2 separate regions of the Mus musculus genome follow, and region 1 is linked to region 2. The links are chromatin contacts, called in public HiCAR-type maps. All regions are on one chromosome and are shown on one strand. The core of a region is the stretch at or near the end of the contact, and the rest is flanking DNA. Distances in the headings are between cores, read along the strand shown.

Region 1 (7,293 bases), core at 4,520-7,019, 520 kb before region 2:
GGTGTCATGACACTAGCAATCTAACTCAGCTGTGATGAGGATATTTACACCAGAGAAATTGGCAAACTGCTATGGGCTTGATGTTTTCCCTTTTTCCAGCATCAGCATCCAGAGTTAAGAAAAGGAGAGACTCAAGGAAGCAAATGAACACTAATAAGGTAGATTTAAAGTAGAAGCACATTGCAGCTCTTGTGAGTAATGTAGAAGCACTTGGAAGCTCTAGCACTGACATTGTAAACAACCTAAAACACAGAGGCAACATTTTTCCAGTTTTCAAAAAATATTATCCTACTAGGTGGAGTCAAGTAAACTATGAAGAAATGAGGTTTTGAAATGCTCTTGTATGTAGCATAATGACCGATGCATTCTGAGAAATGTGTTGGGCAATTTCATTGTTGGATGACTTATGGAGTCAAATTGAGATGGCTACAGTGTCACTCTGACAGGATTCTGTTGTAGCTGTGGAGTGATTTTTGCCCAAACATTGCTATGTGGCATGTATCCATGTGTTTTTTGCTGTTTCATGTTCCTCTTACTCATTATTTTAGCAAATTGTCAAACAGCAATCATTCCTGATTCATGCAAATTAGTTGTTAAACCTTTATTAGCATACTTCTGGGAATTAATGTGCATGGATCTCTGCCTTGTGGTTCTAGATGGAAGAACAGTATAGAATAGCTATGTAAATGAATTATTTATTCTAGCTAGCCCTTATAAAAGACACAGACACCTGTTCTTTTCTTTACAAGCTGTAAGCCAGATTGGGCAGGTTCTATGCTATTCTCACCTATCATATGCCCCTTGTTACTTACTTTTGAGTGTCACCCAGGCTGCTTCTGCTCCATCAGCCTGTCCTCAGGGTGCGCTTCTGGCCATGTGATCATGATCTTTCTGCTTTCATGGCGACCTCCTCCTCTATGTCTTATTCTTACTTCTCTCCCCCTGTTCTCTCCTGAGTTCTATCACTTGATCTTTAAGTCTCTTCCTCTCTTTACTGCCCAATCACAGGCTCTAGCCTTTAATTAACCAATCAGTTTACACAACAAAGGCCGGTTTACATGAGAATACACTCATCTGAATGACAACCAGATCTTGGGGTCCAGAATTTAGCATTTGTATATATAACACCAGGCCAGCCCTCAGCATACCACAACTCAGCAATTAGGAACATGTTATAGGGGAACATGTACTAGCTACTGGGAGAAAAGCCACACAGATGATGTAACTCATAGCCAGCACTAGAGACTGCCATTAGAGTAGAATGTGGAAAATAAGACAGACATGTATAACTGAGCATATCATTGGCTAGAATTAGGGTTAGATGGCAGAAAAGCCAAAATCGCTGCTAAAACTCAGAGTGAGGATTAATGTTGTATTTATAGTCCCTTGGAGTTTGTAAAGGCCTTCCTCCCTCATGAGCTCATGTGATCACCAGAACTGTGGGACAGATGAGGAAGCTGGATAACAGCTGTTGCATCATACCCATTTTACAGATGGGAAATGGAGGTACCAGGAAGTTGCAGAGTTTGCTCATAGTTAGCTTTCCACATAAATGGCTAAACTGACACTTGATGGAGACAGAATTATCATAACTTTGGGTCAGACATACTTGGGGCGGAGGGGGGGGACCTAATCCTGACATTTATGTAACTTTAGTAAGATTACTATTTGAAGTGTTGGCTCTTTAAAAAAATGTTTTGAAAATTAAATTTGCTTATGAGTATGAATGCATATGTGAGTGTGTGTTTGTGTGTGTTGTGTGTGTATGCATGGTGCACATGTGGAGGTCAGAAGATAACTTTCAGGAGTCAGTTTTTGCTCTCTCCCACATGGGTCTCAGGAGTAGAACTCAGGCCCGTCAGGCTTGGCAGCCAGTGCCCTTACCTGCTGAACCTCCCCCTCCTCACTAGCCCAGCTTTTGATCTTCTTAACACACAAAAAGAAGATGACAGTCACAAGTTTGCAATGAAATTTAATCAATGGACATAAAGGACCAGTGTTTAGGAAGTCATCCATAAATGTTTCTTTTCCCTCCTACGGAGTTTTGAAATTACTGACATTGGTTATGAGTCTTTTGTCTAATATATTTACTGTTTTTGCTGTATTTTTAGGGGTTGAGATAAAATTACTCACATAGTTTTGAGGGGCTAGAAGCCAGGGCAGGGAGGAAGGGGCCAAGAAAAAGGTAGGACAATAGGTCCGTCACTCCTTGGCTCATTGGCAACTGCAGTGATTCCATACACAAAGCTTAGTAAAAGCATCCCACTTACATCAGCTAACTCCCCATCTGGGTGCCTCTGGTTCTACGCCCTATGTCCTGTAAATCCTGTGTCCTTTACTCTTGGTCATGGTCTCAGTCTTGGTGTCGCTACACACAGGATTCACAGGACATAGGGCATAGAACCAACAAGGAGCAATGAACAGGGAACATGAAGAGAACTGCCTAATTTTCCTTCCATGAAGACAACTTGGGAAGTGATGGAAGAAGTATGGTAGTCTCACATTAAAGAGGACAGGGAAGGTGCTGTGTTTTAAATGTTCAGTGCCTCCCACAGCTGTACATGATCGAACACTTGGTTCCCAGATAGTCACACTGTTTGGGGTCTTGCTGGCAGACAGAGGGCTGTAGGGGCAGGGCTTAAGGGTCCTCCGCTGGCTCTGACACTGCCTTCAGCTCTCTGCTTCCTGATTGATCCCATCAGCTGCCCCACGATGCCAATTCTCCAGCCATGGTTTCCCAGCCGTGGCGGACTCTACAATTATACACCAGGAGCTAAGGTAAACCCTTCCTCCCTTAGGTTGTTTCTGTCAGTTATTCTGTCACAGCATGAGAAGAGCAGCCAATTCAGTAGGGGAAGCAGCGCAGACAGACAGACAGTTCAGACTCCAGACTGGGCCCCACCACTCGAATTAATGGAACAGTCCAGGCTGACTGTCCAGAGGTGGTTTCCCCAGGAGAAGCCCAGGTTAGGGTCAAAAATGTCCCCATTCTGCTTGATATTTTAAATGCTGCCATGCTCAAGATGGTGCTCTATGTGATGGCCTGAAATAGGAGCTGAAAGACAAGGTGTGAGGTTCCAAAAATCTCTTTCTAGTTTTAATCACAGTTTCCTCAGCTGTACCACAAGAAAGAACATCTCTACTGGGCCACTCTCAAGGCCAAATGAGGGGGAAACATCTCACAGGTTTCTGTTATTCTTCTTTGAGTCTCTGTGCTTGCAAAGGTCTCTCACTTCAACAGTTACCCCCACCCCCACCCCGCTGCCATCTCCCCAGTCTAGTATGGCCCCATGAGAAGAACACACCACTTCTGAGGATAAGGCTGCCCTCCTGCTGGCCCTGCCTGCATGTAGAGACACAATCCCTGGATACTGGGCCAACAGGCTTGTCACAGTCAGTATCTCAGGTGCAGAGCGCATGAATGGATGCCTGCAGAGAGCTTCACTTGAAAGCCATCAGAGCGAGACAGAGGCACCTTCCCTTGCTGCATTCTTCAGCAGGGGGGGCTCAACATTCGTGTCTCCTCAGAAGGCCCGTGCGAGTACAGACATGCATACCTTCCTGCACGCTGACACTGCCTTGGCAGTGTGCAAGTTGTGCAAATTCCACTCTGGATCTCTCAAACCCAGCAGCAAAGCAAAAGTCATACATAGGTACTCTGAAACCTCTGCCTACTGAGACATCGTTTCAAGGTTCTTGCGCATAGTTTTAAATTCTCCGGTTCCTCTACGACTCAGCCTGCTTTCCCAAACCCAATGCAGTTGTCTGCCTTGGTCCAGCTTCAGAGTCCTTGGGCCACCAACTGTGAGGGCGGAGAGTCAGAGATTACTAGGATGCAGGGGGTGGGGGTTTGGCTTCCATCTGATGGCTATATAGTCCCAGAAGAATCGCTTTAACCTCCCTGTGACTGGGTTTTCTCACTGTAAAATGATGTTCATGGTGGCACCTACCACATAAGTTATTCCATACATACTATGAGCTTGTGCATTTGAGTTGGAATTTAGCACTGTATATGAAAAGTGCTTACCCAGTGCTTGGAACACTATGAAAAAGCATACGTGATACACAATAGTGATGCTAATTAGCACTATTATCAGACATCACCACATTATACTAATGATCCTATTATTACTACTACTACTACTACTACTTTCTTACCACAAACCTGGGGGTTTGTTACTAGCATCAGCCCTCATGGGAGCAAGGTATGGAAGTGAGGGTGTGTGAGGCAGGTGGATTAGAGAATGCAGACGTGCAGGAGGCAAGGAGATAAAAGATGAATGGACAGTGCTTGTGTTAACTCTCAGAAACTTGCTAGACCAACAGATTGGGCCAGTGTCAGGGATTTTTTTTCATTGCTGGGCTCTCTCAGAATCTACTTAGCCTCGTTTTCTATAACCTGTGCACCACAGTCGTATAGAAATTAAACTCTTTTGGTTTTGAGATCACTGGTGATGGAGCTTCTACATCTTTGAATTAACCCAACTGAGTTGGACCGAACCAGCCTTAGAAAACTGGTTAGTGACTGTGGTCCGAGTCCTAACTCCAGACCAGGTCTTTTCTTACCACTTCTATTGACAAGCCGAGCCTATAAGGAATCAGAAACAACTAGAGACTCAAGTTAGCTGTCTCACACCTATGTACCTAGACATCTAGTCCCTCCCTTCAGTCACTTCTGACCCATCCCATGGTACTATTATAGTTTGACTGTAAAGCATCTCCCAAAGGCTTGACTGAAGGTTAGTCCCCAATGCAATGTCCAGAAATGGGCTTTGGGGAAGGAGCTGCATAATGAGGGTTTTGTATGGGCCAACCTATAGTTGGAGTTATGATTTCATGGTAGTATTGGGACACATTACAGACTAGGAGGTGGTGCCTGCTTGGAAGAAGTTTGTGAGACACTCAGAGCCATCCTTCGAAGAAACTAGAAGACAACACTGATGACTTCTTCCATTTCCTGGGAAATTTGTAGTGAGATATCTAAGAATATGCTTAAATGCAAGTATACATGCAAATAACTATATATGTGATATGTATATATAGCATATCTTATGATAAATAACTGTATATATGATATATAATATAACACGATATCATCACACACTAAAACAGAAGTGGCTATGGAAAGAGAAATACCAGAAGGAAGGTTTTCTGTTTGTGATTTTGTGTATCCTCCAAAGTTTTTACACTGAGTATTTATTGTGTGTGTTGTGTGTGTGTGTGTAGTGTGTTGTGTATGTATTTCACTCTGTATACTCCCTTTGATTAGAAAAGTTCTAGTTCAGCTCCTTATTTTTGTTTGATTTCTTGGTACAGAGGAGCTATATTTGCTTTCCTCACCATGAAAATAGGCCCAACATCCCCCCGAATTGATAGCTAAAAGATTGCCCTTAGTCACTACAGGAATTGATGCACGTTTAAGCTTGACCAGGTCTGGCTAGTATACAGCGCTGGTCAGCATGGTTGGGTGAACTGTGGATAAATATTTAGAGTTGCTTACAAACAGTGAGGAAAAAAAAAAAAAAAACCCAAACCCTAAACCAACCAACCAAACAAACAAAAAACCCAGCCTGCCCTGTAGAGAATGTTCTGGCCGTGGTTTGTAGCTGCGGCCTGTCTGAGATCGCATGGGAGACACTGTTCACAGTGCGAAGCCAGAGACTCCATGGCCAGGACGCTCTTAGATGGGGTTTGCACGGCTGTGTCCTGGCTGTCAGGCCCCACAGGAGATGAGCCTGATGATCTCATGGTTATTTTCCATCCCTTATGATCTATGGGACTTCCCTGATGCTTGTGTAGCTGTTTGTAATTTGTTCTTTGGCTAGTCCTTTTTACACGGCTCTGAAGGAAAACAGTGATTTCCGCATTTTTTTGGGTCATAAATGGCAGAGGATTTGGTCCCTCTCCTCGTAGATTTGCCTTGGGTTCTATTATCTGTCATGAAAGAAAGAGGCTTATGGAAAAAGGAAGTTCGTTTGACAAAGATTTATCTATTTTTATTTTTATGTGTATAGGTGCTTTACCTGCACGAATGTGTACCATGTACATGCAGTACTGACAGAGGCCAAAAGAGGGCGTTAGATTCCCCGGAACTGGAGTTACATATGGTTGTGAGCTGCCATGTGGGAGCTGGAAATTGCACTTGAGTCCTCTGTGCTTTTAACTACCCAGCCATCTCTCCAGAACCCCCCAAATAAAAGTCTTTATCAGGTGAACCTGGATTCTCTAGAACTTCTTGTCTAAGATGTGTTCATCTACCAATAAGGACTGTCCAGTGCCAATCCTAGCCCTGTGTCCCTGCGGGTCTCAGAAGACAGAATAGCTTCTGTCTCTGCCTAGAATTGTGAAAATTTCTGAAGAAGGTTTTGACGTAACGGCAAATGCCGTTTTTGAGGCAATAGAATCTTTCCACTCATTACAAACCACCCTTCTACAAAGCAGATTTTTAAATCCTTCCCTAGTATGAGTAAGGACTGAGAAACAACAGATGATTTCTGCTTTCATCCAAATTACATGGAAAGTTCCAGGGGCTCCAGGAGGGAAGGACAGGGAGGAGAACAAAAACAGAACATCGGGGTCTCAGGATGTCCAGCTCCAGTCCCAGCCTCTGGGACTCACCACTTCTGACATGTCATCGAGCCTATAAATACCGTTCTCATCACCTGCAGCTGCAAAGCTAACGTCGCTTAGCTTGCCTGGATCTGCATTTATGGTCTTGCTTGATTGCAGAGCACACAGTTCACCCAGCCACCTCCCTCCTTGGGTCTCTGTGGGATTCTAGGGCTATCAGGGGATTGCCTAGAATGGAAAACCCATTAAACTACTGCCCCCAAGAAGGAACTGCCCGGTCCCAGGCTCACAGCTTCATTTAACTTTTCCATAGTTCCTCATGACTCTGTATCCATTTGTTCCCTCAAAATCCATTTTGGATAATCAGTCAACTACGTAAGCACTGTCCAAGGTCTGACAGTGTTCAGAGCACTGTGGAGATGTCCCTGGGGCATACAAAAATACTTTAAGACAGGGTTGGAGATACAGAGACTCATTAGAAAGGCAAGGCCCTGTGCATCTGCATCAGAGGACAGATAGGGGTAGCCACTGATGTGGAAACAAAGTGTAGGGAGGAAGTAGCCAGGATGTGAGGCGGAGGGAAGAGGCAATGTATCTCCAGGCCTCTGGAAGGTTTGTTAGGGAGCGGGATGAGATGCCAGAGAGGACAGAGTTGGAAACTGGAAGATGGGTGACAGCAACAAAGTAGGCAGGGATAGTAGTCCCCCAGGTGTGTAAGCCTGT
Region 2 (7,402 bases), core at 1,031-3,530:
CTACAAGAAATGACAGACTACCAAATTTGGGTTTTAAAGTAAAAGGAAACAAACATAACTTTCCTGCCATGAAAGATAAATGTAATGAAGTGGAATACACTGGCATTCACAGCTCTCCAGAGATGTACATGGATATGTTACTATAAGATGCAATAGTTTCCTCAAACTGTTTTGCAGTACAGTTAACTGTGGAAAATGGGCTTTTGCCTTTCCAAATCCATATATACGCAAGATGAATAAAGTCCAGCATTCATCCAATAGAAACGTAATTCTGTGTGCCAGCACCACGCCTGGCCCTGGGAAACACAGGTGGAGAAGCATGGCTCTGTCCCCATGGAATTCAGAGTGTAATAGAAGAGACAGCTACATAAATGAATCATTCCACAGTATGTGGATGGCAATTGCTTTTAAGATCATATAATCGCAGCACTGAGGAGGCAATAGGCAGAGGGGAACCCAGGTAGGGTGGGCATGGGGTAGTACAACAGTTGGGATGTATAGCTGGGGCGGAGGGGGGGGCATGAGCCTAACAAAAGCCCTTCTCTAATTTCAAAAGTGAACGAGAAAGAGATGAAAGAACTGGAGTTCAAGGTCGACTGGGCTATGATATTACCACGCTCAGGAAAGGTCAATGTGTTTTGGGAAAGGCAAGCAGAGGATGACTACTCTTCTTATTAACAAGGGCACTGAGGAAGGCTTCATAAAAGAGGTGGGAGTTGAGGTGGCTCATCGGTTCATACTCTGGAAGGTTCTATTTACACAGCAGACATAAATTATTTCAGCTCTAAAGAGGTGATTTTAAACTGTCCTTAAATCACTTTAAAGTCTTCGCAGAGAAACTGCAATAAGCAAATATATTTTCTGTAGAAAGAACCCACCCAAACACCTTGACATTTTCATTCCACATACTTCACACATGGTATCTCTTATGTCTGGGAAAGTAGACTAGGAAATGGTTCAAATACCCAAGGGCCTCTAAGCATATATGCTGGAAAGTATACCTAATTTCCAAAAAAAAGGGTCGAATTGCAGAGTACGCCTTGATTGGAAAACAAGCTGCTCGCTTCTGGGGATGGAGCAGATGCTGGAGGTGAGGCATCCATCCAGGGAGTTCAGAGCACCTCCGCTGTCACAAGAGTCACTGCACAGCCTCTTCTTCAGCTCAGCAATCGAGACTGATGGAGGTGTCGCAACATAAAACCCTTCTCATTTGCCTAGAACTCTTCTGACTGCGACTCACAATAAAGCCTGTGATGATGTAGGCGGACAGAACACAGATTAGTCCATAAGGATAGCAAGACATTTGCAATTATCCAGAGTTCCCCTCCCCCCGCCACACAAAAGAGCAAAGTGATTACCCAGAAAAAGACAATAAATGACAACAACAACAAAAAAAGGCAGTAAATGCATTAGGAATTAAGGCTGGATAGAGCTTGATAGACAAGGAAAGGACTAAGGATGAATATGAATATTTATAGTCTAATGAACATATTTTTGTTGTTACTATAGGGAACAACAACATTAGCATAAAGAAACTACATGACTACAAAACACAGGTGTATATAATGCAGCCACCATTTATTCATAATTATTATGTCAAAGTCAGAAAATCCCTGGGAAAACATCTGAATTATTATGAGTTATTATGCTGCTGTGACTCCATTGTTAGTTTACAACTACTTTGAAAACTCTATTTTCATTTGCCCTCATGAGACCCCTGGGGCCTACTATATTTCTTACACCTTTTAAATGACTCTGAGAACGGGCTTCTTTAGAAGTAGAAGGATTCACTGTCCTTTTGCTTTGCCTTGCTGAGACAAGGCTTGGTTATGTTATCATGAACTCCTAGGCCCTCCTGCCTCAGCCATCTCAGCCTTAGGACCAAAGGCATAAGCCACCACGCATGTCTAGAAATGGAGTCCTAAGAACAACCTACCACTGAATTTCATGGCAGAATACATGATGTTTAATGTTAATTTACTTGTCACACAAAAAGGAATTTGCCTTCAAAAATCACATCCCTTAAATACACCTAGAAATTGGGCAATACCCCTTTCAGGAATATCTAGTCTACTTGGAAACCCGAAAGAGCTGAAGTTAAACTGCACAGATTATTCCTAAAAGCCCGGATATGAACATGTTAACCAAGCACTCCGCCTCTGCTCAGCTTGCCAACACGGTAACTTTACTCATGAAGCCCGGTTCCAAGAGCTATCAGATTCCATTCACATTATACAGGCCACTGTGAATCACACTGCCAGCTACTTAGAAACAACGGCCTGTGCTTTTTCCATTGCATCTGGTCTTCCAGCTCTCATGGAAACAAGTGCTGCCACGGCCCCTTGATGAGCCAGCAGAGCCCAGTCATCTGGCAGCAGCGACTGGCCTCTGGCATCTAAGAACACCAACCAGAGAAAATGAGGGGATTAAAAAGGAGAAGTAACAGAAGACAATCAATTTCTCACTCCCTGACGGCCTGCGATTCCAAGGGCCTGATGTAGAACTGACTTTGTTCTGAATGCTATGTACATGAATGAACAACACAGGCCTAGATTTAGACCGTTTTTCTCGTGTGCCTGGGATGAGGTTCAGCGATGTTCCCGCTGGCCCGAGTGCTTCTCAAAGCACACGATTCATTGATGTAATACGCTAAGGAGGATGCATTTCTCATCCCAATATGACATTGTGTGGGAAAATTTAGCTTTGTCACCTGTTTTCCATGAGAGCTTGAGAAAGTTGCATAATCTCTTTCAACTGTACATCCATCTCATCTTTGAAATGAGAATAAGACAACCTGACTTTCCCCTTTAGTATTACAGAATTTCAAGGGCTATTCATCATTAAAAAAGAACATCAGCAAGAACAAAAAAGAAAAGAGAAAAGAAAAAGAAAAAAAAACTTGCAAACTCAGTGTACACCAAGAAGCTAGTCTACTCTTCCAACTTAGGAAAAATAACCTCTATGGCCTCAGAGAACAAAGCCGTCAGCATCTAAGTGCGAAACTGTCTTGTACACAGAGGCCTTCGTGTCTCATTAGAAATCAGAAGGTACCGCATCGCAGCAATCTGCTGTTGAAAAAAAGGGGGTTCCTAACACTCGTGCTCTGCCGTCAGGAATGCAGAGGCTTGACTTACTGTGATGACCCTGTTTCCTCAGTTGCCTCACGGAGCATCGGGAAGAACGGGAAAAACAAGGCTGAACCTACATCAGGCAGGATTTCTGGCTCCATTGAGACATTTCCAAAATGAAGGCACCACTTTTCATGTATACTTATTATAAGATGCACTTCCACTAAAAATTACACTTCTTCTAAATTGAGAAAAGGACTTCCACCTTTCAAACGTCTACTTGTGCCAGATAATATAACTATCATGGTACAGGTCCCCAGCCCACGGCCTACTAATCATGGAACCCAGGGAGTTAATGCATTGTTATGAGATACTCAGAACCTGCAGGAACACTGAGTCAGATCACAACAGGGCCAGCAGAGCTGGCTGTCCAAGAAGTGTAAATGAAACCCCACGCTGTTTCATGTGCGTAAAGGTCTTTTCAGTAAAACCTTTCAAATGCCACCAGGAGTTGATTATAATCCCACTTTTCAAAAGGTTAAATTGCTTACACGGATGTGGTTAATTTTCTTTTAGGGGAACAGGCAGTGTCTGGACATGCGATAAACTATGAGGAGACTGGCAGTGCAGAGGAGCCTCTGTTGTCATGTGTTTCCAGATATCATTTCTCAATGCTGGAATAATCTTTTAAGAAACAGAAGCGATCTATTTAAAAAAAAAAAAGTGCAACTTAGGCTGGCATGTTGGTGTTTTGCTTTTGGTGTGCTTTATTTACAAGGCACCTTGGATTTTGTTTCATTACTAATGTAAAAAGCCTATGTTCTTTTAATAAAATTTTCTGCACTATTCTATGATACAGACCAATTTATTTGGTCAATCCCATGTTGATGGTCTCCGCCCCTCCCCCAGTTCCTCTGCTATCCTACGAAATGGTATAATACTTATACTAATACCAGGAATATTATTTAAATGAGAGTAAAATGGAAAAAAAAACTCCTTAAGGTAGATTATTTAGTGAAAGGATACATACTTTTAAAGTTAATAAAATGTCCACAAAATATAAAACAATTTAGCATTCTATCAATAGTGTGGTACTAAACTTAAGCCAACTCAGACCTGAACAAAATTTAAGGATCTTCAATAATGTAATCAATGAATATTTATTTATTATCAAATGATATTTGAATTTTTAGCTCTATGAAAGAAGGTAGCATGTTTTTCAAAAGTTTAAAATACATTTGTTTTTATTTTTCTGTGATTTATCTCTAGTTTTTAACCAAGTTTTGGTCTAAGTTTGGTCATCATTTTTTTGCTTATTTGGAGATGTTCTTTATGCACTAGAAAAAGAAGTCCATGGTCTGTGATATTTTTTCCAGATTTTCATTTGCCATTTGACTCAGCTTATAATGGATTTTCTAGCTATACATTAATCTCCTTAAGCATTTGATTATATTGCATTTTATGGTGTGTAAGTTTTATATGTTGAAAAGCCTTTCTCACACAGAGATTTATTTTAAATGGTCTGACTCTCCCCCCCTAAAATACCTGATTATATTTTCTACAATTAAATAATTATTGCACTTTGCTATTTGAGGATAAGGCTCTCTGTCAGCATCCTACGTGAAAGACAGCACAATAGTGATTAACAGCAGGCTCCAGAACGAACGTGTTCTACACATAAAATGTGTGGTCTTTCTGAAGGTAATATTGCTGCAGTGAAGCAGAAACATTGAGTTTCTGGAGGTTCAGAGGAATTAGAGCCCATGTAGTACTTAGAAAAGTACTGAAAATATAACAAGCACTCAGTAAAACCCATGCTATTATTCATGAATTTAGGGGGAAGAGGTCAGAAAGAGCTCATGTAGCTGACTATTGGCCTTGAACTTATGTAGTAAGGATGACCTAGAACTGCTGAGTCTCCTTCCTCTGTCATCTAGGTGCTGAGATTAGGGCATGGGCTATGATGCCTGGATAGTAATCAAGACTTATACGGAAGGCTGGGGAAGATGCTCTGAGAATAAAGCCCTCATCCAACAAGCATGAGGAGGAGAGTTTCAACCCCAGAACCTACATAACTGCTAGGCAGGGGCTGAGAGATGGTTCAGCAGTTAAGAGCTGTTGCTGCTCTTCCAGAGGATCCAACTTCAGTTCCCAGCACCCACAGCAGGTTCACAACTGCCTATAACTCCAGCTCCAGGTCTCCAAGGTCTTCTTCAGACATACAAAGGGACCTGCACATGTGCACATTCCAAAACACAGATACATAATTAAAATAAATCTTAAGCCAGGAAAGTTGGTGGCTGCTTTTAATCCCAGAATTCCTGAGGAGGGGGAATCCCTGGATCAAGCTAGGTAGCTACACTAGTTTGACTTAATAAGCACAGAGACTCTGCCTCAAAACAGTGGAGTAACCTGAAGCCAACTTTGGACCTCCACATATATGTGCCTACAACATACATGCACATCACACATATATGAGTTAGATGGAGGAGTTCATAAACTACTTCTTAATGGACTTTCCAGATGGCTCGCTGAGAAGGGGGCATGCAGCCAAGCTTGACGACCTAAATGGAATTCCAAGAAACTCTCATGGTAGAAGGAAACCGCAGATTATCCTCTGACCTTCACTCTCACATTAGGAACAGGGCCTCAGTACAAATGTAGAAGAATAACATAAATTCTTTAGAGTATATTAAAATGTATACGTATTCTTTACATATATTTTAAAATGAATAAATGTAAAAGAGTTAACACATTTCCTCTGGTTTTATAAATATTTGATGGGGGGGAGGGGGCTGGCAAGATGGCTCTGTGGGTAAGAGCACTGACTGCTCTTCAGAAGGTCTTGAGTTCAAATCCTAGCAACCACATGGTGACTCACAACCATCTGTAATGATATCTGACGCCCTCTTCTGATGCTTCTGAAGACAGTGACACTGTACTTACAATAAATAATCTTTGGACTGGAGCGGGGTTGACTGGAGTGAGCAGAGGTCCTAAATTCAATTCCCAACAACCACATGAAGGCTGACAACTATCTGAACAGTTACAGTGTACTCAAATACATAAAATAAATAAATAAACCTTTAAAAAATAAAAAATAAATACTTGAAGATTTAGCAAGTAGTAGAGCAACTCAGCTGTCATTATTGAGCTTCCCCTTAAGCTATGATTCTTATAAAGGGGACAACGAAAAAATACAGAGTTATCTCCTGTGTCTAAGGACTACTCTTTTAAATAATTAGATTTTTTTTTTATTTTATGTGCATTGGTGTTTTGCCTGCATGTATGTCTGTGTGAAGATGTCAGATCTTAAAGTTAAACTTCAGTTGCGAGTTGCTGTGTAGGTGCTAGGAATTGAACCCAGGAAGAACAGACCATACTCTAAACCACTGAGCCATCTTTCTAGACCCTCAAAGACTATTTATATATCCTTCCCCCAACCCTAACACTTGCTTTTTAAATGACCAGAAGAGAAAGAATATAATTTGAGCTGGGCGTGGTGGTGCACGCCTTTGATCCCAGTACTCGGGAGGCAGAGGCAGGCGATTTCTGAGTTCGAGGCCAGCCTGGTCTACAGAGTGAGTTCCAGGACAGCCAGGGCTACACAGAGAAACCCTGTCTCGAAAAACCAAAAAAAAAAAAAAAAAAGAGAGAGAGAATATAATATGAGAAGTTTGAGAGTAAGTCTCAGCTAGTTTTATCAGTTTATGAGGAGTGTTTAACTTAGAATACATGAATGGGAACATGCCCTCTGATTTCTGTGGGTAAAGTGCTCAGGTCGAAGACTCAGAGTCACCTCTTTTATATAAGGGATGCACACTATTTCTACACCATTTCTCTTTCTGAATAAAGAAAATGCATTGAATCAAAAGTTAGTGACACTGCTATATATTCTTATTTGGGCAGTATAGCTACAATGGTACTTAGAAAAAATGTACAGTCTTGTAAGGCTAAAAATGTACAGTCTTGTAAGGGCTAGGTTAAAAATCAAAAATGGCCTGGCAATGGTGGCGCACACCTTTAATCCCAGCATTTGGGAGGCAGAGGCAGGCAGAATTCTGAGTTCGAGTACAGCCTGGTCTACAAAGTGAGTTCCAGGACAGCCAGGGCTATACAGAGAAACCCTGTCTTGAAAAAAATAAATAAATAAAAAACAATTAAAAAAAAAAGAAGCAAGAACTTAGAAGAAGAAAAGATAACACATGCAGACCTCTAATATGAGGAAGGCCTAAAAAAGAAAAACAAGAAAAAAATGAAATGGGGAAAATAAAAGTACAAAAGGGAGAATTATTTTTAAAATCCAAAAGTAGAGCATTCACATGTGCAAAACC

Evidence for each region. HiCAR-type assays count read pairs that join an accessible place to other places.
Region 1: a HiCAR-type map of fibro-adipogenic progenitors shows a contact between it and region 2, with 4 times the contacts expected there. The contact joins two enhancer-like sites. A contact is called at or near these places in 2 of 115 datasets of contacts at active chromatin or transcription factors (bone marrow-derived macrophages and fibro-adipogenic progenitors).

The regions. Positions count from the first base shown.
Region 1 is chr12:80,004,202-80,011,494 of GRCm38.p6, reverse strand. No RefSeq gene overlaps it. Among named protein-coding and RNA genes, the nearest start is that of Gm36834, 12 kb to the left of the region's middle. Within about 2 kb of position 5,769, at least 33 of the 459 cell types and tissues checked have an H3K27ac peak or open chromatin away from gene starts, as enhancers often do. A contact at or near this core is called in fibro-adipogenic progenitors, where this site is marked.
Region 2 is chr12:79,483,924-79,491,325 of GRCm38.p6, reverse strand. All of the region lies in intron 7 of Rad51b (RAD51 paralog B), which reads right to left. Among named protein-coding and RNA genes, the nearest start is that of Rad51b, 190 kb to the right of the region's middle. Within about 2 kb of position 2,280, at least 102 of the 459 cell types and tissues checked have an H3K27ac peak or open chromatin away from gene starts, as enhancers often do. A contact at or near this core is called in fibro-adipogenic progenitors, where this site is marked.